Linked DNA regions of Sus scrofa: all the other regions are linked to region 1. The links are chromatin contacts, called in public Hi-C, HiChIP or PLAC-seq and promoter capture Hi-C maps. All regions are on one chromosome and are shown on one strand. Each heading gives the region's core, a stretch centred on a gene start, on an enhancer-like site or on the middle of the called end of the contact. The rest is flanking DNA. Distances are from core to core; before and after follow the strand shown.

Region 1 (3,594 bases), core at 415-2,914:
CTAAAGTTCCCACTTACCCCCTCTAAACATGAGGGTGAGCCCAATCTACCTGTTCTGCAAAATCTAAATGCAAAGATCCTAGCCATAGCTATCTCAATGGTCCTGAATAAAGTCTGCCTAACTATCTTTAACAAGTATCATGAATTTTTTCTTTAAGGCAGGCTGGATGTCCCAAGGAAGCCTAAGATAAAATTCAGAGGACTTGAGTTTATTGGAAATAACACATCAAAAGCATGTCCCATAAAAAAAATTATTTTCACATTGCAAATATATTTTTGTACATATGGCATTCTTAATGAAGTCTCTTATTTTGTGATAAATTATTTCTGAATTCCCTAATTATGGCAATTTTTTATTCTGCAGATTTATTTATTTATTTATTTTTTCATTTAGTCCTTTTTAGGAATCTTTCCTGAGCTTCCTGCCGGCTTTAAGCTTCATTCTTTTTTTTTTTTTTTTTTTTTCCCCCTAATGCCTGGGTACTGGACCAACTCTTGGTAAGAATATGTCTCTGGGAAGTGCTATGTTGAGTGACAAATGGATGAGGATGAAGGTTTTACTGAAGCATCTGACCCGCATTTAATTTTCCGTGTTGCTTTATTTGTTCCTTCGGTTTACCCCTCAGGATATTCAATTTTGTAGGCTCCGGTTGGGTCGTAGGTACTTCAGGCGTTTAGTAATCTGCTTTTCCCGCTAGAATAATATCCTCATTTATATTAAGGGCAGCTTACTCCAAACTGTTTTACATAGTATTTTTCTAAACCTCCTGAACGAACACATTTTCCCATTGAGCACTGGCACTGCTTCAGCGGCCTCTGGTGACCTCCCGGCTTGGCAACCTGCACCCCACTCCTCAGGAATCAAGCCTGACCCAGCGTGGCCTTGAGCGCCGCCGCCTCGGCAGACCCTCTCTCCCGTTTTCTCTCACACCGCCCCTCATCCATATTTCTCCTGCCGCCTCAGCTGTCGGCGACAGAGACACCCCGCTTCTCGCCTCCCGTGGCTACCCCCCCGCCAGCCTGCCGCGCCAGACAGCGGGTAACCGCCGCCTCCGCTGGGGCATCCCGGCTCCATAGGCCTAGAGCGCTCCAGACACCTGCCTCTCACTGGCCAACGCCGCTGCCCCTCACGCGGCAGCCCCCTCGGCAATTGGCCCCCGGCCGTCCCTCGTCATCTTCGTCCTCGTCTCGAGTCCCGCCTCCGTCGCCGGGTCATTTAAGTTTATCACAAATAAATAAATAAAGGAGGAAATAGAAATGCGTAGAAAGTAAAAGCAGGCGGGAGGGGGCAGGGGCGTGGAGAAAAAAAGGAGGATCGGAGGAGTAGACAACCACACTTGATCGTGTTTGTGTTGACCAATCATGGCTCACTCCAGTCCGGTCTGACGGGCTCTCTCAACCAATAGAATCCCATCTCTCGGATCACTGAACAACGAGATATGACTGACCTCTCCAGAGTGGGCGAATGTGCGGCAGAGGTGGGGGGGAAGTGGGAAGATTGCTGACCAATTGCCTGTTAACAGTTCTCTGAGCGAAGTTTCCGTGCCCCAATGGGTGTCTGAGATAGCGGATTGGGCCTTTTCTAGTCCAATCGAAGGTGGTAGAGATGAGGGAAGAGGCAATGGGGGCGGGGACAGGTGAGGGGAGGAGGAAGAGTGTATTTTGTTTATGGGCGGCAACTTCACGAGGGGCGTCCCATTCTTATTGGCTCACTGAAGCCAAGAGTGGCATTAGGGAAACCGAATAGTAGGAAAAGATAGAGGGTTCGCGGCGTGAGGCGGCCAATGTGGGCTTTTTGCCGAAGAAGTAGGGGCGGGGGAAGTTTAGGAGTTGAGGAAAGAAGATTAAAGAGCGCGAGGAGGTAACGCCAAAAACTCTAATTTGTTGTGGGGCTGGCGGGCGGGAGGGAGGGGTGTGTGCATGCCGTGGGGGACCAGGCGTCTGCGAGGCGCTAGGAGTTGGGGGTGGCGGGACGGGAAAGGAGGGGCGCGGGGTGGGGTTGGGGGAGCGAGTTAGAGTGGCGAGCTCGCGGGCCGTTGGCGGGCCAAGCGAACGCCCCCTCCCCCAGGCGTCCCCCCTCCGCGCCCCCTTCCCCCGGGCGCCCCTCCTCGCTCCAAGCGGCTGCGGCGGCCTCGCCCGACCAGGCGCGGAGGGAGGGAGCGCGGGAGGGTCCGGGGTCCTAGGGCGGGCGGGGCGTCCCGCAGCTGGAAACGTGTCTTCTGCCTTCTTCTCTCTACTCCCCGCGCCTGGAGCTGCCGCTTCCAAGAAGAGGAGCTGAGGGGGACTAGCCGGGGCTCAGGAGCTGCTAGAGGCGCCCGCTTGTCTTCCGTCCCCTCCCTCCTCGCCCTTCCCCACTTGCCGTGGCTCTGGCGGTCTCTGGAGCGTCTTCAGAGAACTGGGGGGCGGGAGGGGTCCTGGCCCCAGAGCCGCTGGACGCCCCTCAAGACGCGGGAGCTACCGGCCGCCGCCTGCTTCGCTGCTGCGACTGTAGAGGAGGGGGCTTGGGAAGGGAAGACACACCTTTCCTTCTTTCTCTCTTCCTTTGGGCCCCTTTGGAAATATTAAAATATGTTTGCTCTTTTTCATAGCTGAGATAAAATGGTTGGATGCTTTTTGAAAGTTTAAAAGAAACGCACTCTCTTTTACATTGTTTAATGCATTTCTGTCCGGGTGGCGTTCTGGTCACCTCCCACCACCCGCCTCATGCCCCGCCCCTCCCGAAGCTGTTATCCTTTTTAAGGATGCTGAAGAGGCAGGAGGAAGGGATTTTCTAAAAGTTATATTGATAAACACACTTGCACAAACATATGCTAGGCACACACATAAACTATAAACATTAGCGAAAAACACAATATGGCGTACAGCTACGCTACCTAGCACGGTAATCCGCTGATCTCTTAACGCTGAACCCAGTTGAATGGGGTCAGTAGCAGGGTGACAGTTTTCCAATAAAAATTTGAATGAACCAGGAAGTAATTAAAGCCTGTTCGTTAAGTACTGGCCTCAAAAATCACCATTGGCCCAAGCAAAGTTAAACTTGTTAATCTTCTAGACACGTGAAAATTGTATTAACTACTTCTTACCCTTAAGAAAAGCCAAAATGTCGCTAAAGTGCAGTTTTCTCACTGCGTGGTCATGTGTAAATTTCAGCTAAGGAAATTAGCAGAGACCACTCATTCTCCCAATATTTTCAAACAAGTTCTGTTCTAAAGTTAGCTGTTCTTGTTGCCACTGAAAGTTTTAAACCATGAATAATAGGACCACTTTGTAAATTCTCAAGCTTTACACATTAATCAGTTATCATCAACAGTTTCATAAATGATTTATTTTCTTATCTGTTGCTCCTAATCCCATGTACTCTGCTGTCATTTGGGAATTGTTATAGTCTTCCACCCTGCTACACCCCAACCCCACATTTGACAAGTACAATTTTGGCTATCTGTATTTCTGTTTTTTGATTAGGCAGTTCTGTATTTCTAGGAAAAGTTCAATTTTTTTAATGCCCTTGTTTGCTCTTGTTATTCTTAATCAGAATATATCTAGTTGAGGCACAGATAGTGTGTGGTGATACCACTTACTGTGCCCTCTTCAGAGT
Region 2 (3,841 bases), core at 326-2,825, 1.3 Mb after region 1:
CAGCAGGAACTCTGAGAATCATTATTTAAAATGCAGTACTCCAACACCTTCTGCAGCTCCATACCAAAAAAACAGACAACCCCATCAAAAAGTGGGCAGAAGATCTAAACAGACAGTTCTCCAAAGAAGACATACGGATGGCCAAAAAACACATGAAAAGATGTTCAACATCACTCATTATTAGAGAAGTGCAAATCAAAACCACTCTGAGGTACCACCTTACACCAGCCAGAATGGCCATCATCAAAAAGTCTGGAGAGGGTGTGGAGAAAAAGGAACCCTAGTACACTGTTGGTGGGATTGTAAATTGGTGCAACCACTGTGGAAAAACAGTATGGAGATGTCTCAGAAGACTAAGAATAGGATTACAATTTGATCCAGCAATCCCACTCCTGGGCATCTATCCAGAGAAAACCACAACTTGCAAAGACACATGTACTCCGATGTTCATTGCAGCACTATTTACAATAGCCAAAACATGGAAACAACCTACATGTCCATCGATGGAGGAGTGGATCAAGAAGATGTGGTACATATACACAATGGAATATTACTCAGCCATTAAAAAGAATGAAATACCGGCATTTTTAGCAACATGGATGGACCTAGAAATTATCATGCTAAGTGAAGTCAGCCATACAATGAGACACCAACATCAAATGCCTTCACTGACAAGTGGAATCTGAAAAAAGGACACAATGAACTTCTTTGCAGAACAGATGCTGACTCACAGACATTGAAACACTTATGGTCTCTGGAGGAGACAGTTTGGGGGTTGGGGATATGTGCTTGGGCTGTGGGATGGAAATCCTGTGAAATTAGATTGTTATGATCATTATACAACTAGAGATGTGATAAATTTATTTGAGTATTAAAAAAAGAAAATTAATAAAAAAATAAAATGCAGTACTCCACATATAGGCAAAGCAAACATAAACTGCTTTCCATTCTCATTATCATATCCTAAGACTATTTTCCCACAAGTAGCTAGTTACGTGATATCTGAAAGAACCATTCGGAAGGATTTATACATGCAAAGAGCCAAGGTTGATATTTCTGAGAAATGCTCTGAAAGCAATTATTAAAATTCAAACCACATTAACAGATATTTAGGTATCACATACTAAAACCTGTAAATTTTTAACAGATATTTAGGTATCACATACTAAAACCTGTAAATTTTACAGCTTTTTAAACTGATTTAACAAAAAAAAAATTAAGACATAACACCAATATACATTTACATAATAAATATTACAAATCAGTAGCAAAGCAATAACCAAATTTAGATAATAAATGTTACAGGAGCCCTTATGATTTCCATATTATCTCAGTCTTACAGCAGCTATGAAATCTTTTAAGGATAGGCAGAACTTATGTAGGGGAATAGAAACTTCTGCATTTCTGCCTAAAACACCTTGAACAGACATTAACTGACGTTAGGAATTTTTACTATTGAGATTATTATGTATTACTTACCAGGTCCTGACACCCCATGCACATAACCAAATGTGCTTTCTTTATCTTCATCAAGTATTTTGGGTAGCTTGGAGAAATCCATCATGTTAATTTACCTATAGAAAAAAAAATTAAGTTATAAGTACAAGTCTTAAAGCAAAAGAACCAATATAGGTGCTGCACTTTGGTGTATTCTTGAGTTACCACTACTTCTGTCAAGTAAAATATAACAAAATTCTTAAGATTTGGGTAAAGTACTTCATTCCTGGATGGCCCACAGTTATTAAAATTCAGAATTTCATATATATATATTTGTCATATATATATATATATATTTGTCTTTTTAGGGCTGCACCTGTGGCATATGGAGGTTCCCAGGCTAGGGGTCTAATCGGAGCTGTAACCACCAGTTTACGCCACAGCCACAGCAATGCAAGATCCAAGCCGTGTCTGCGACCTATACCACAGCTCATGGCAATGCCGGATCCTTAACCCACTGATCGAGGCCAGGGACCAAACCTGCAACCTCATAGTTCCTAGTCGGATTCATTTCCACTGTGCCACGAAGACAGGAACCCCAGAATTATATATCTTAACACAAGGTACTCCATAGAAAATTCCAAGGAGTATAACAAACTATGTAAAGTCTTTCCAGTAGCTGATCTAGCTACTCTAGCTGATTATCTCTCTGACCTCATCTAACTACTCTTCCTTTTAGTCATGCTGCATAAACACTGAACTCTGCCATTTCTCTAAACTTTGTACATGTTGTTCCTTCTATCAGAATACTCTTCTCCCAGATGTCAGCTCCTATACCTCCTTCAGGTCTTTAGTCAACCTCCCCCACCCCCACCCCCAAGGTTTCTCTGCCTATCTGCCCATCTACTTAAAATCACAACATACTTCCCTCCTTCCCTGCTTTTATTATTTTTTTAACCATCTAACAAATTACCTTACATTAAATTTTTAAATGTATACAAAATATTCCTGGGATCATTTTCCCCTTTTCTTTTTTCCTTCCTTTTTTAAAAAAGCACAACACAGAACAGTTTAAGGAATTTGGTTCAACTTCTCTATAAAGTACTATAAAGTATAGAGGTGCAATCTGAAAAACCCAAAGAACAAGTCCAAGTCCAAATAGAAAACTGGTCACAAATACCACAGTAGAAAGTTTCTTTGTAACTTATGGTATAGCTTAATAACTACTGGTATTTAATAAAGGAGATAAATAAGTATATGTGCATAGAAAAGCTAAACAGTATGTCCAAATAACCATAAAGTAAGGGTCACGAATCAATACGCAATAAAACATTAAATAATATTTAAGTTCAAAGATTAGGATGTTCAAGGAAGACATCTTAAAGGTCAGGTAGAGTGAGCATAAACTAAGAAGGACGGCAAAAGCATCCCAGGTGGGGAAATGACAAGAATGGAAAATGGGAAAATTTCAGGAACAGTTAACAGACTAGCCTGACTGGAATAAAAGATTTATGCTAACGCAAGAGTGAGAAATAATAATGTAAAGGTGGAGAGACTAATTTGTGGGTCTTGAAATGACTTTATCCTACAAACAATAGGAAATAAAAGCTTGAGGAAGAACTGTTAGGAGAATGATGTTTAATTAATCTACCAAAGTAGGGGAGGGGATGCAGGCATGGTAAGCTGAAAGGCATGGGTTGAATGTCAATGTGTCGCCAGAGTTGCCATCGGACTCTTGCTCAAAACTTACCAACCCTTCCCCTGAAGAGGAACTAACATTATCTTTTAAGTCACAAGGTCTGGACATAAAGAAAGGAAACGAAAGGAAGAGAAAAACAAAAGCTGGATAGAACCAGCTGAAACCAAGATGGCAATGAATCTGACTTCCAAAAGACCCTGGATCTCTTTCTACACTGATTTTACTAATATTAGCTTACTAAATGAAACTTAATACATGACTGGAAGTCACTGACCAAAAAAGGACAGAAAAGTGGTTGGCACCCCATTTCCAGGAAAACCCTTACTCATGCCCAGAAAACAAATGCATATGTATCCTTATCTCTCATTCTCACTCCTCCCTCCATCGTCTTTCTTCCTTAAAAGCAAATCCATCTAGCCATTAAGGCAAGAACTTGATTTGTGAACTAAGTTCCCACTTCTCCATTCTCTGGCCACTGAACAAAGTTTATGCTGCTTCAGTCTCAGCTTTGGTTTCATTTTTTGGCTGCACGAGCCTGGAGGGGAAAAGAACCTTCCCCGCCAAGGCAGACAGCCTCTTAGCCAGGCTAGGGCTTGAGCAGGAGTCCATACAACTTAACTCACTAACAAAGAGAATGCCATTTATTAAATATTTATTGAGCTCCTTCCAAGGAAAAGGCAATTTGTTAAACTTAGGGATGATCTG
Region 3 (3,814 bases), core at 642-3,141, 1.3 Mb after region 1:
AAATAAATTAAAATAGGGAAAGCTAAGGAGGGACACAAATGCTACCTAATATAAATTTACCACTAGTCAAAGGAGTGGTGATTAAGTAGGATTTTAGGGGAAAATGGAAAGAGGACCTCAAAGGCAGAAACCATCTTGACTTAACCTCTTTACCTTTAAGTTTATGGTCAAATACATTTGGTTTTAATCTTTCTAGCCCAGTCAGTTTCTGAATTACTTCCTTTCCTGGGAAATCACGTTTCCTAAAGCTAGCCTGGGTATCCGCAGACCATGATCCCGGCAACACCATCTTTCAACATCTCCCCATTCAATCGAGACTGTAGCATTATCAGCACTTTCTGTTTTGAACCTAGTATATATTTATTCTTTCAACTGTCCTTTCCCTTTCTGCACTGTAACATCAGAGAAGAGAAAGGTAAAAGGCCACCTTTTACCTTTCCAGACCCATTCAACGCTTGCAAACATCTTTAAAACAACCCTTGCAGGGATGTCAGATAAAAACTCAATTACAGAGAATGCACATTTGGAAGCAAGCTTTACAGTGACTCCGCAATGAGGGCCACATTGGTGACATTCTCTCCCAAGCCTGTCTCGCAGGAGACGCCTCTGCCTCCAGGGTTTGTCCTACCTCCCGCTCCCCAGCCTAGGGCTGAATGTAAAGACCATGCAAGGCCTCTGCCAAAGAATGGGTTTTGGGGATTCAGACCTGGAGACTACTGCAGACACCGAGGAATGCCTGAACCAATCCCAATACCCGAAGCCCCGAAGAGTCCGAATGGGTAACCACAATGGCCGCACTCACCCCCAACCGTGGGAAAGGTGGACGTCCCAACCCCTAGGTTGCAGGGGCGACCACAGTGGGGGAGCAAGGGTCAAGATAACTGGAGAAATAAGCTCCTCGCCAATGCAGGATGACAGCGAGGAGGAAGCCCTGAAAAGGAGAAGCCACCATGCACACGCTGCTTTCTCTTCCTCCTCCCACTCCTTCTAGCCCCACCAGCCGCCGGTTACCGGTCGCCGCTCACCTGCCCGGGCGCGAGGTGCAAAAAGTGTACCGACACCGACCGACCCAGAGGCTCTGTCACTGTGGGAGGGGAAGTCTTCAGCTGCAGAGAAGGGGGCGGGCCTAGAGTCACGTGACCTCGAGCTCCGCCCAGTCCTCCCTAGCCAGGCTCACTGCATCTCGTGGGCCTGTATTTTTTCGGATCGTTTGAACAGTAATTTTCTTGCCATTAGATGTTAGGGAAAAACGAAAGTGTTCACAAAGATTATGTTTGTAAAGTACAACGGAGAAGACGTGGGTGGAACGGGTTAAAGTGCATTGCTAAGGAAGTGACGTTCACCGCCGAGGTCTAAGGACCGGAAATGGCGATGGAGTTCCGTTCTCCTGGGGCCCGCAGGTAGAATCACAGGCTTGAGGGTTTGGGGTAGTCACGTGACATGAAAACTTGAAACATGCTGGACGCAAGCCAAGTTATCCAGCCAATTATCAATTACAATTATTTGTCTTAAAAGCACCTCATCTAAGTATTCCATAAGCTTCTTTACATTAAGAAGAACCAGTTTTATAAAATATTAGGAGACAGGCCCGTCTGAAGTTCATACTGGAGACTATCAACTGGAAAGAACAGAGGAAGAAGACTGATCTATTTGAAGTGGAAGAGGAAAGGGAGGGGTGGAAAAAATCTGGATTTTACCGCCAGGGCCGACCCAGCAAGCCCCACAAGTTGTGTTGCAAGGGACAGGAGGAGAAGGATGACGCCAGAAGGCGGAACCCAGTAAAAGATGGAGGTTCTGAAGTGGAGGGGGAAGGGTACGGAAAGATCTGAAGTGCGCCTGCGCGCGAGACGGCCGACGCGCCGGCGCGCAGAGGGGGCGGGGTGAAAGGTCACAGCGCGGCGGCGAGTCTGGCTGGCGGCGGCGGCAGGAGGGAGGCGACTGCTCCGTGTGCACGTGTGGAGAAGTGGCGGCACCGGCACGGCGGCAGGACGCACCGCCGCCCCCTCTGGAGACGCAGGGCTGCGCTCGAATCTCGCGGCCTCCGTCAACAGCTCAGCTCCCTGCCCTAGGCGAGGAGGTCGGCTTGTGGGGTTGAGTGGCCCGAGCTGAGGGCGCGGAGAGCTCAGGGCGGCGACGACAACGGCGTTGATATCGGTGGTAACAACGGCCTCAGCAGGCGGGGAAGATGAAAGGGTGAGGAAGGGCAGCCAGACAGGGCCCGACCGGCGGGAGAGAGGGGCTGCGAAGGAAGTGAGAGATTCTGGGCCAGGACCTGGCGGAGGGAGGTTTGTGGGATTCTCTGCTCACGGAGGGGGCGGAGGCTCGGCGCGGGCTGTTGGCGGGCTGAAGGGCCAGCAGAAGCAAAACCCGGGGAACCCAGAATTTGGGCCCAGAGGACGAATGTGGGTTAAGTGGAAACCAGATCTTGCTGGGGCAGAGGGGACGAGCTCTTGTGAGGCGCCTGTGGCCTCCTGTCTGGGAGCGGACGGCATAGCCACCCCCGGCCCGCGACTCGAGTGGAGTGGTCTGGTTGTCCTCATCAGATCCAGGCTCCACACTGAGAACTGTGGTCTTTGACATCTTTCGGGCTTATTTGTACTTGGAAGCGATGCAGAAGCTTCTGGAAGGAGAAGGAATTTAAATAAAAAGCATGGAGATGAGTATTAAAAGCTAGTGACTCAACTGGATTTGGGTTGGGTCAGAGCGAGTGGAGGAGGGGGAGAGCGCGAGCACTGTAGACTTGGGGTGCCAGAATGTTCAAGGAAGTATTGTTGATCAGTAGGTGGAGCTATTGCTGCAGGAGTTTACTCTTGCCCCAGTGCCTTGAGGGGGGTCCTTGGAAGCTTTCTTCAGGTGCTTGGCAAAGTTAATATACTTTCACAGTCTCCCTCTTGGATAAAGTAAAGGATGGTTTCTCTTCGACTATTTCTATTTGAATAAGCTGTCACCTTACTCTATTAAATTGCTTATTGTTGAAGTATTCATTACATAACACGGTGTTTTAAAATAGTGACCAAGCTGTTTTGCCTTTACCCTCCTTAGAGAAAGAAATGAAATCTTAGCAATATTAAAACCTTTCTGAGATGCCTGAGTTTTTTCTGTTATAGCAAGTCAGTTAAAGAACTGTGTTTTGGGTTAAGGAACCTTTCAAATTATTCAGCACCCCTTTTGAGGATGAAATAAAAGTCAGCGTTCAGAGTCATACTGTCTAAAACAAGGGTGTAAATATTTCTTCGGTGTATATATGTGTTTGAGGTCGCAGAAGAGGTCCAAGAAAGTTAAATTTGACCCAAGGATTGTAATGTGATTCCTTACTCTGATTTTACTTTAAATATTGTGATGTCGAATTGCATGTTTGGGGTTAAAGTTTAGAAATCATGAAAATTTCACAGTACCTGCATTATTTCTCATCAGGTTCTGAAGTGTTCCAATTAGGATACTGATTGAGAGATATTGGAAGCATGTGCTGCACTTGAATCATGATTTAGAAGTTTGGCTATTTTATGTATGATCCAGTACAACTTGGCGAGATTTTTCCTTTTTTCCCGAGTATAGATACTGTCTGTACCACTCAATACTTATTTGTATTTGTTAAAGTAATAAAAATGAGGTTGAAGAGTTCCTGGTGTTGAACTTGCGCATGGATTTATAAAAGAATGCCTCCAAGGAATTATTCTGAATCAAAAATCTTTGGTCTAGCTCAGTCTACCTAGGATGTAATGCTCTTCCTGATACTAACTTGGCCATAGAAATGAGGTCAAAGAGCAGTATTATTCACGATCTACCTTCAGGTAATATACTCATGAGGCAATTA
Region 4 (3,686 bases), core at 929-3,428, 1.4 Mb after region 1:
TTAATTGAAGTATAGTTAATTTATAATGTTTCAGATGTACAGCAAAATGATTCTCATATGTATATATATTTCAGAATCTTTTCCATTATTATTATTACCAGATATTGAGTGCTATTTAGTAGACTCCTGTTGTTTATTTTATATATAGTAGTGTGTATCCGTTAATCCCGAATTCTCTATTTATCCCTCCCCCTCATACCTTTATCAAATAGAAATTTATTTAATACCTCTAAATTGTGTGTGAAAGGTATTAACATACGTTTTCAATAGTGTTCCAAAGAAACTCAAAGTCTGTTTTCTGAACCATCAAAACTATATGTGTTATTTTACTTTAGCTCAAGGCATTCTAGTTGTTTAGAAAAATCATACATCCCCTAGATATGATATTTACTAACCAGAATAACTTTTAAGCCAGAATACCATATATATATATATATATATATATATATTTTTTTTTTTTTTTTTTTTTTTTTTTTTTGTCTTTTCTGGGGCCTCACCCACGGCATATGGACGTTCCCAGGCTAGGGGTCTAATCGGAGCTGTGGCTGCCGTCCTATGCCAGAGCCACAGCAACGCGGGATCCGAGCAGCGTCTGGGACTTACACCACAGCTCAGGGCAACGCTGGATCCTTAACCCACTGAGCAAGGCCAGGGATCCAGCCCATCATGGATACTAGGCGGGTTCGTTAACCACTGAGCCATGACGGGAACTCCAGAATACCTTATACTCTGATCACGGTGGAAATTATTTCCTACAGCTAGACATGCTAATACTATTCAATTTCTTGGAGATGCTATATTAGCATTACTATCAGGCTCCAAACCCTAGGGTCTTTCTCACTCTGCAGCTTTGAGTGTGCCAAATGCATTCAGAGGTTAATTAGAAGGTCATATGCTGAGATGCAAGATGTAAAGAAAATTTCCAGACTGTTTATAGTGCCATCACTTATAAGTAACACTAACGACCTTCTGTTTCATCATAGCTTTTCAAATGCTGTACAGACGTAATATGCAGTTACTATTTAACTTCACAGTTTCCCCCAGTACAAGGTCAGCTTCCTCTGTACACAGGCTCACTATGCCATATGCTCTGTATGCACCTTCTAGAAATTACCTGGTCTAGCCCCTGGACTAGTAAAGATCTGGGACATTTCCAAATCTGGTGGTGGTAACACGTGGAAATCTTTCGCCACCACTAGGTGGAGGACACCTGTTTCGGGAGAGGAGGGGTTATGAAGTATCAAATGACACCAGGAAAAGGGAGTTGTGATCACGGTTCCGGGATCCCAAACCCATGAGGACCCTCAGGTCTCCATTCTAACACCTGCGGCTCTACCTCCCAGATCTAGGTCTCTAGGAACACAAGCTTGAACTTCCAAACCCCATCTCTTAACGCCACATACTCTCTTCCCCCAGCTAGAAGGCCCTCGGGACATTTCTGAACACGGTTCGCAGGAATCTGTCTTTGTGGCAAATGAAAAATGACAGATAACCACAGCCAACAAATCTGAGTAGTGTCAGGTCGACAACAATCTTCCAGTGAAAAGGCTGTCGGAGACGTCTGCATTCTCTTCTTTCTTCCCCACCTCCGGTTACGAGGCAACACATTCCGCCTTCCTGTTCTCCAGGCTAAGAGAAGCTCTCTAATCGTCCTTGCAAGCCTTCCTTGCCCTCTTCCTTGTCAGTTTTTCCTCTTCCAAACTCCTACTAAAGACGTGGAAAGCAGACCAGAGAACAGGATATACAAAGAAGTTTCTTAAAACACCCTTTTCTAGGTTCTCAAGGCGTCCCCTTTAAGGAACCAGGCCCACCTCTTTCCCATTCACCTACTGGCTTTCCGTCCTGCTCATCACTCTACCCTTAAGAATATTTCCTGTCCCTTCAACCCAACTTGTACACCTCCCGCCCCCCGCCCCTCAGCCCGGTCCTCCTCATTGGGCGGCCCGAAGCCCGTTCGCTCTTCAGTTTTCCCTCCACCTCCTCCCGCCCTCTAGCATAGCGCAACGGCGTTTCGGGTTCTGATTGGCTACCACTGCAGCCTCCCCGGGGTCCGGTTGGTGGGCTGAGTGGCAGGGGCGGGACCGCAGTGCATCCAGGGTAGGCTGTTCACGTGTCGAGCGGCAGCCGCGGGAGGGGTGGGGAGGGACGGGGAGGGGCGGGGGGAGGGGGGCTGGGAAAGTTGAGGCCGCGCTGCCGCCGGGTCTCCGGCCTTGAGGGCTCGGGCTCGCAGCGGCGGCGGTGGCCGCAGGAAGAGGTGGCGGGGCGGGGGGAGAGGAGGGCTTGGGCCCGCGCTCCCCCAGCCCCAGAGGAGCAGGCGGCGGCCGCGGACGGAGAGATTCGCCCGGGCGGTCGGACACTCCTGCCGAACCCGCTTGGGATCATGACCCAGGCGGAGGTCGCAGCCGCCGCCGCCGCGGCCGAGACCACGCAGCCCGCGGGTGAGTGACTGCGGGAGGGGGCCGCTGACAGCCGGGGCGGGGGGCGGAGGCCGGGGCAGCGGGGGCGGCTCCGGGGGGCGGCTCCGGGCTCTGCTCCACCCACCCCCTCCCTGCTCCCGGAGGCGAAGGCTGCGCAAAGTGTGCCTTCTTCCTGGGGACCCCTGCGTGCAGAGCCTTGTGGGGCGCGAGCGCGGAAGGTGCGCGCGCCCCTCTTCTCCCCGACCTACCGGTTCCCCTGCCCCCTGGTGCCGGGCCCGTGAGGGGCTTGCGCTGCGGCGCGACCCCCAGATGCGCGCGAGGCGAAGGAGGCTCCACGCTGCCCCGGGTGCATAAAGAGCTGGGCATCCAGGTTCACACCGGATGGCCTTTGCCTGCCTCCTTCACCTTTTCCTGTCTCCTCATTCCCTCTTTCCTTGCCTTCCGAATTTCCTTCGGACCCACTGGTCAGACTCATGTGACTTGCTTTTTAACTCTCACCCCTATGTCGAGAGTTGCGTCTTCTTTCTAGAAGCTTTTCTTTTCCTTTCTGAGTAGGAGCGGTCAAGCGAATGGCCAACTCTTGAGATTTAGTTCTAGATTTATGAGGAAATATTTGTGGACTCTTGTTCTTTTTAACATCGTGATTGTCGGGTTCTCGAATTCTCACTGCCCCCTTCGCCCCCACTATAGTTACCCTGGGATATGGTCCCTCGAATATATTAACTTTATCTGGAAATAAGAGACTGCTCAAACCTCTATGTGGGATCCCAATAGAAGCTTCCAACTTATGTTCTCATGCCATTTTTACAATTAGGTAGATGTATTGACGTGACACCATACAAAACAAGACAGTTTGGATTAACTTAAGTTTGCATAAAAAAGAGAGTTGTTCACTTATAAACAATGTACAGAGTTCTTGAATAAACCCTTCCTTGAGCAACAAGGATTCTGAAGCCGATTTGTACCATTGACTCTTCTTGAAAAACAAGCAAGCAAACGAACCTGCTCTTTGAAGGAAGTGTTACAGGCTGTAACACTCTAATCATCTTGATGACTTTTTCCTCCTACACGGGACAGTATGGTACAGAGTTGCCATGCTGGATACATTTGTTATTTCCCTTTATTTGTGAAGTACTTTAAAAGTATTTGTTACAAAATAAGCAAAATACTTTGTAATCATGGCACTTCTGAAACCAGGAACAGTATCCTGTCTCAGGAGCAGTGTAAAAAAATGAATACTTAATCTTACATTTTGCTCTAGTCTAAGCA
Region 5 (3,455 bases), core at 345-2,844, 1.0 Mb after region 1:
TAGAAAATACAAAATAAAATGGAAGTCCAAATATGTCAGCCATCACAAAACAAGTTAAATTAGTTTCACCTATTTAAAGACACAACAACAGTAACAACATTTATTGGGTGTTTACTATGTATCAGGTATTGTTCTTCACATATTAACTCCTCTAATGCTTACTGTCATGTCAACCTAAGGCAGAGGTTATCATTATGTGCCTTTACAGAAGAGGAGACTGAGGCTAAAAAAAGCCACCATTTACAAAGTGGAAGAGCCAGGGCTTAAATCATAGAAGTCTGGCTTTAAAGGCTGTAATCTAACAGGCTGATAGTCTATTAGAAATCCCATCTTGTCCAAAAATATATGCAACCCTCTACATATTAAATGTAATGTTAAGATACAATTTTAATTGTTTTCCATTTTGCTATATTGTTATTATGGTTCATATTTCCCCCATCTCACTTCTCTGCATCTATCCACCCTCCCAGCCTGTACAACCCTTCTCTTATAGTAACACAAATATTTAAATATACTTGTATATGAGAAAGGATGTTCTTCAATAAAAAATGCAAACATACTATACTGTAAGCACTTTTCTGCAATTCACTTTTCTCTTGGGAATTCACAATGGATATTTTTCCTAAAGAAGAGATACAAAGCTTAACCTACCCTTTTAAAATAACTATTTCATGATACTGGACAGTTTTGATGTAACACAGTTTAATCATCCATAAGGTTTCTGATGAATACTCAAGCAGGACTCATGATTGTTATAATAGTCTGAGGGCACAGATTCCCTCACAGATCTTTTTCACAAATCTCGTCTACTTCAGTTTACATGTTCTGGCAGAGTTCTGATTTCTGACTGATTTTTAAATGGTTACCACACCCTAATGATTTAGGTAGTATAGCTCCCATTTTGCGGATGAAAAAATCTAGGATCCAAGCTGCCTAAAGTCATACAACTACAAAGTAGTTAGGCCCAAAGCTCCAGCTCTAAATCTCTACTTTGCCTTATGAACCCGCTTATCCCAGCATAGACTGTCCCTGGAGGCTCAGCCAATAACCATATATTTATCTTCACTCCATTGGGCATTTCCTGGAGTACCAGACCTCAAGAGGCACTTAGCTCAGGTATCTGAGTTCAGTCCAACGCTCCCAAGATCCTAGGCAGTGTAGAAAAAACTTCTACATGAGAACTTGACCCTTAAGCAGAGGTCAGTAGAAAGAAGACAGTTTTCTCTCATAGAAGCGGTGAAGCTCACACGATTTGGGAGAATCTGGACTTACAGAAGCTAGGATCAACCAGAAGACCCCGAAAAATGAAAGAGACATGGCGGGACTACAATCACTGTTACAGCAACACAACCAGGAAGAGTCTGGGCGAGACGTGACACTCTCGTTTCAGCCCTACTCACTCGTAGCATCCCCGACACCAACAAGGAAAGAGGGCACTTACCTGCAAACCGCCCAACTTTTCTAGGGTGGAAATCCCCCTCAACTCCTCGCGGTTGGCTACCACGTGTCCGGCTTGCAGAATTCTCGGCCCCCTAAACCACCGCCTCCGAGGCAGAGCCAATCAAGGGGCATTGCGTCATCACAGAGCGCCAGGAAAAGGCAAAGGTAACAGCAAAGCGAGCTCCTGTGACTGGAAGGCCTAGGGACCGCTGCCGTTGCCATGGGTAACTGAGCAGACTCATTCCCCCATCGCAAAGCCTCATGGGAGTGGTGGTTCGGCGGCGCCCCACACTTGCCTTCTTTGTGGGCTGAGGAACTACAACTCCCAGAGAGACCTGGAAGCAACCTAAGTTAAGGAGCGTTTGTTGCAGCTTTGGCTCAAGTCCGGGCCTGAACCGGGGAAATGCTGCTGACGCCCCAGGAAAGGTCCTCTTCAAAGAAGGGGACGGGGCTGAATCGTTGGAAACAGTTTACAAGGAAGCCGAGTCCCACCAAGGTGATCTGTCTGTATTGGGAGCTCTTGGAGACGGGGAGGGGAGGCGGGAACCCGCCCTGAAGCCCCGTCTGCGCTTCGTTCTTCTTCCCTAAGGGGCATCCTTACTTGGCCCGTCCCCGCCATGACCGACCCAGCCAGTAATGTCCTAAGTGAAGGGGGCCCAGGAACTTTGGGGTTCGGGTACCTTACGACTTGGGTGGGCAGCGTCTTGGAAAAACTCTTTCCATCTAAACGGTTTTCTCAAAAAACATGGAGTCCCAGTTGTGCCCATCCTGCTGAAGAGAATTCGAGAACCATTCCCTCTCCCCACCGCTCCAGGTTTTAGGGAAGTTCCCTCAAGGTTACATTTCCGCCTCCTATGTTTTGCAAGTCGTAGGAAATTGTTCTTTTTTGAAGGGATAAGATCTTCACCTTAAGTCCTCTCTGTCATATCCCTCCCCTTCTAGGTTTACACAGAGTAGCTACGATGAACTCAGGAATGCAAGTGGTTATTGAATGTATCACTTGAAAATCTCTAAATTCAAGCAACAATCAAAAAACAGATCCTATTTTATATGTCATCCCCTTTGATGTATTTTCATCCAACTAATAACCCCACTTAACTTGAAACGTGTAAATGACATGTGCAAAGTCACAGTCACAGGGTATGTGCTTTCCACAGACTACCTTTTTAACCGTCACAAAAATAAATGCTTTAAATGTAAATGGAAGTGCCAAATGGAGTGGCTTCACAGCTGTTTTCACCGATCAGTTACACTTTCTTAAAAATATATCTTATAGACATGTGGCCTTTCTGAGCCCCCAGGCAATAGTGCTTGCTGCTTTATTCTAAATATACCACTTAAATAAAGCACTGGATATATTCCACTTGGTGAATATTTTGCCCCGGATACTGGAGGGTGCAGAATGGAGCATTAGAGAGAGTTGGAAACCCTCTGCTCTTGTTGTACCAGTTCTGTAATGGATTGGATCCAAAATAGGTTATAGATATAAACTTAATGAAAGGTTAAAAACTGAGGACAATTTTGGGGACCCCAAAAGGAAAGATTTATGTTGCTAGTGCTCATTGTTACTACCTAGAGGAAAGATAAAAACACTAGAGCTCTTTGAAGGTCAGTTGTGCTTTAATAGGATCAGCTGTTTATTTGTTGCAGTGGCAAAATTATTCAGCAGTACAGGTGCATTAATTAGTTATCTGTAAGGTCTTTTGAAGGGGAAGTGTTATGTAAGTGAAAGAGTATTATACCTTTCCCTCCCCATGTGTCAGTATGCTAGTTATTCCCTTCTTTAAAAACCCTCCTGAATTGTTAGCAAAGCAAATACTTCTGTTTGTTAAGTGACTAACAGAGGGAATTCTGCAACTTCTGAGGGTTAAGAGAGTGAAGAAAGGCGGTGTTCTGTTGGTCTGATTTCTAATTTAAGATGAATATCTGATTGGCCTGGATAGAAATTTATGTGATTTCTGCCTCTTTACTGATTTATTAAACAGTGGAAGATTGGTTATCCCTTCCTCTACCCT

The links. Promoter capture Hi-C pulls out the DNA fragments that hold promoters and counts their contacts. Hi-C and Micro-C count contacts between places; a contact is called where the count stands out from the background. HiChIP or PLAC-seq counts read pairs in DNA pulled down with a chosen protein or histone mark.
Region 2: a contact with region 1 is called in an H3K27ac HiChIP or PLAC-seq map of alveolar macrophages. The contact joins the promoter of ATP6V1A here to the promoter of ZBTB20 in region 1. A contact is called at or near these places in 1 of 5 promoter capture datasets (fetal skeletal muscle) and 1 of 2 datasets of contacts at active chromatin or transcription factors (alveolar macrophages).
Region 3: a contact with region 1 is called in a Hi-C map of liver, with 7 times the contacts expected there. The contact joins the promoter of NAA50 here to the promoter of ZBTB20 in region 1. A contact is called at or near these places in 2 of 5 promoter capture datasets (fetal liver and liver), 4 of 47 Hi-C or Micro-C datasets (heart right ventricle, liver, mesenteric adipose tissue and 1 more) and 2 of 2 datasets of contacts at active chromatin or transcription factors (alveolar macrophages and skeletal muscle).
Region 4: a promoter capture Hi-C map of liver shows a contact between it and region 1, with 7 times the contacts expected there. The contact joins the promoter of USF3 here to the promoter of ZBTB20 in region 1. A contact is called at or near these places in 2 of 5 promoter capture datasets (fetal liver and liver), 1 of 47 Hi-C or Micro-C datasets (skeletal muscle) and 1 of 2 datasets of contacts at active chromatin or transcription factors (skeletal muscle).
Region 5: a contact with region 1 is called in an H3K27ac HiChIP or PLAC-seq map of skeletal muscle, with 4 times the contacts expected there. The contact joins the promoter of QTRT2 here to the promoter of ZBTB20 in region 1. A contact is called at or near these places in 2 of 47 Hi-C or Micro-C datasets (heart right ventricle and skeletal muscle) and 1 of 2 datasets of contacts at active chromatin or transcription factors (skeletal muscle).

Annotation. Positions count from the first base shown.
Region 1 is chr13:144,854,157-144,857,750 of Sscrofa11.1, forward strand. ZBTB20 (zinc finger and BTB domain-containing protein 20) reads left to right here and starts at 1,665. Exons shown (of 10, transcript XM_021071270.1): 1 at 1,665-1,860.
Region 2 is chr13:146,163,694-146,167,534 of Sscrofa11.1, forward strand. ATP6V1A (ATPase H+ transporting V1 subunit A) reads right to left here and starts at 1,576. Exons shown (of 14, transcript NM_001004042.1): 1 at 1,480-1,576. The coding sequence starts at 1,564.
Region 3 is chr13:146,191,327-146,195,140 of Sscrofa11.1, forward strand. NAA50 (N(alpha)-acetyltransferase 50, NatE catalytic subunit) reads left to right here and starts at 1,892. Exons shown (of 5, transcript NM_001244807.1): 1 at 1,892-2,193. The coding sequence starts at 2,186.
Region 4 is chr13:146,228,007-146,231,692 of Sscrofa11.1, forward strand. It overlaps USF3 (upstream transcription factor family member 3), which reads left to right and starts at 2,179. Exons shown (of 7, transcript NM_001244860.1): 1 at 2,179-2,438.
Region 5 is chr13:145,878,268-145,881,722 of Sscrofa11.1, forward strand. QTRT2 (queuine tRNA-ribosyltransferase accessory subunit 2) reads right to left here and starts at 1,595. Exons shown (of 9, transcript XM_005670209.3): 1 at 1,442-1,595. It overlaps CCDC191 (coiled-coil domain-containing protein 191), which reads left to right and starts at 1,696. Exons shown (of 16, transcript XM_021070343.1): 1 at 1,696-1,936. The coding sequence starts at 1,844.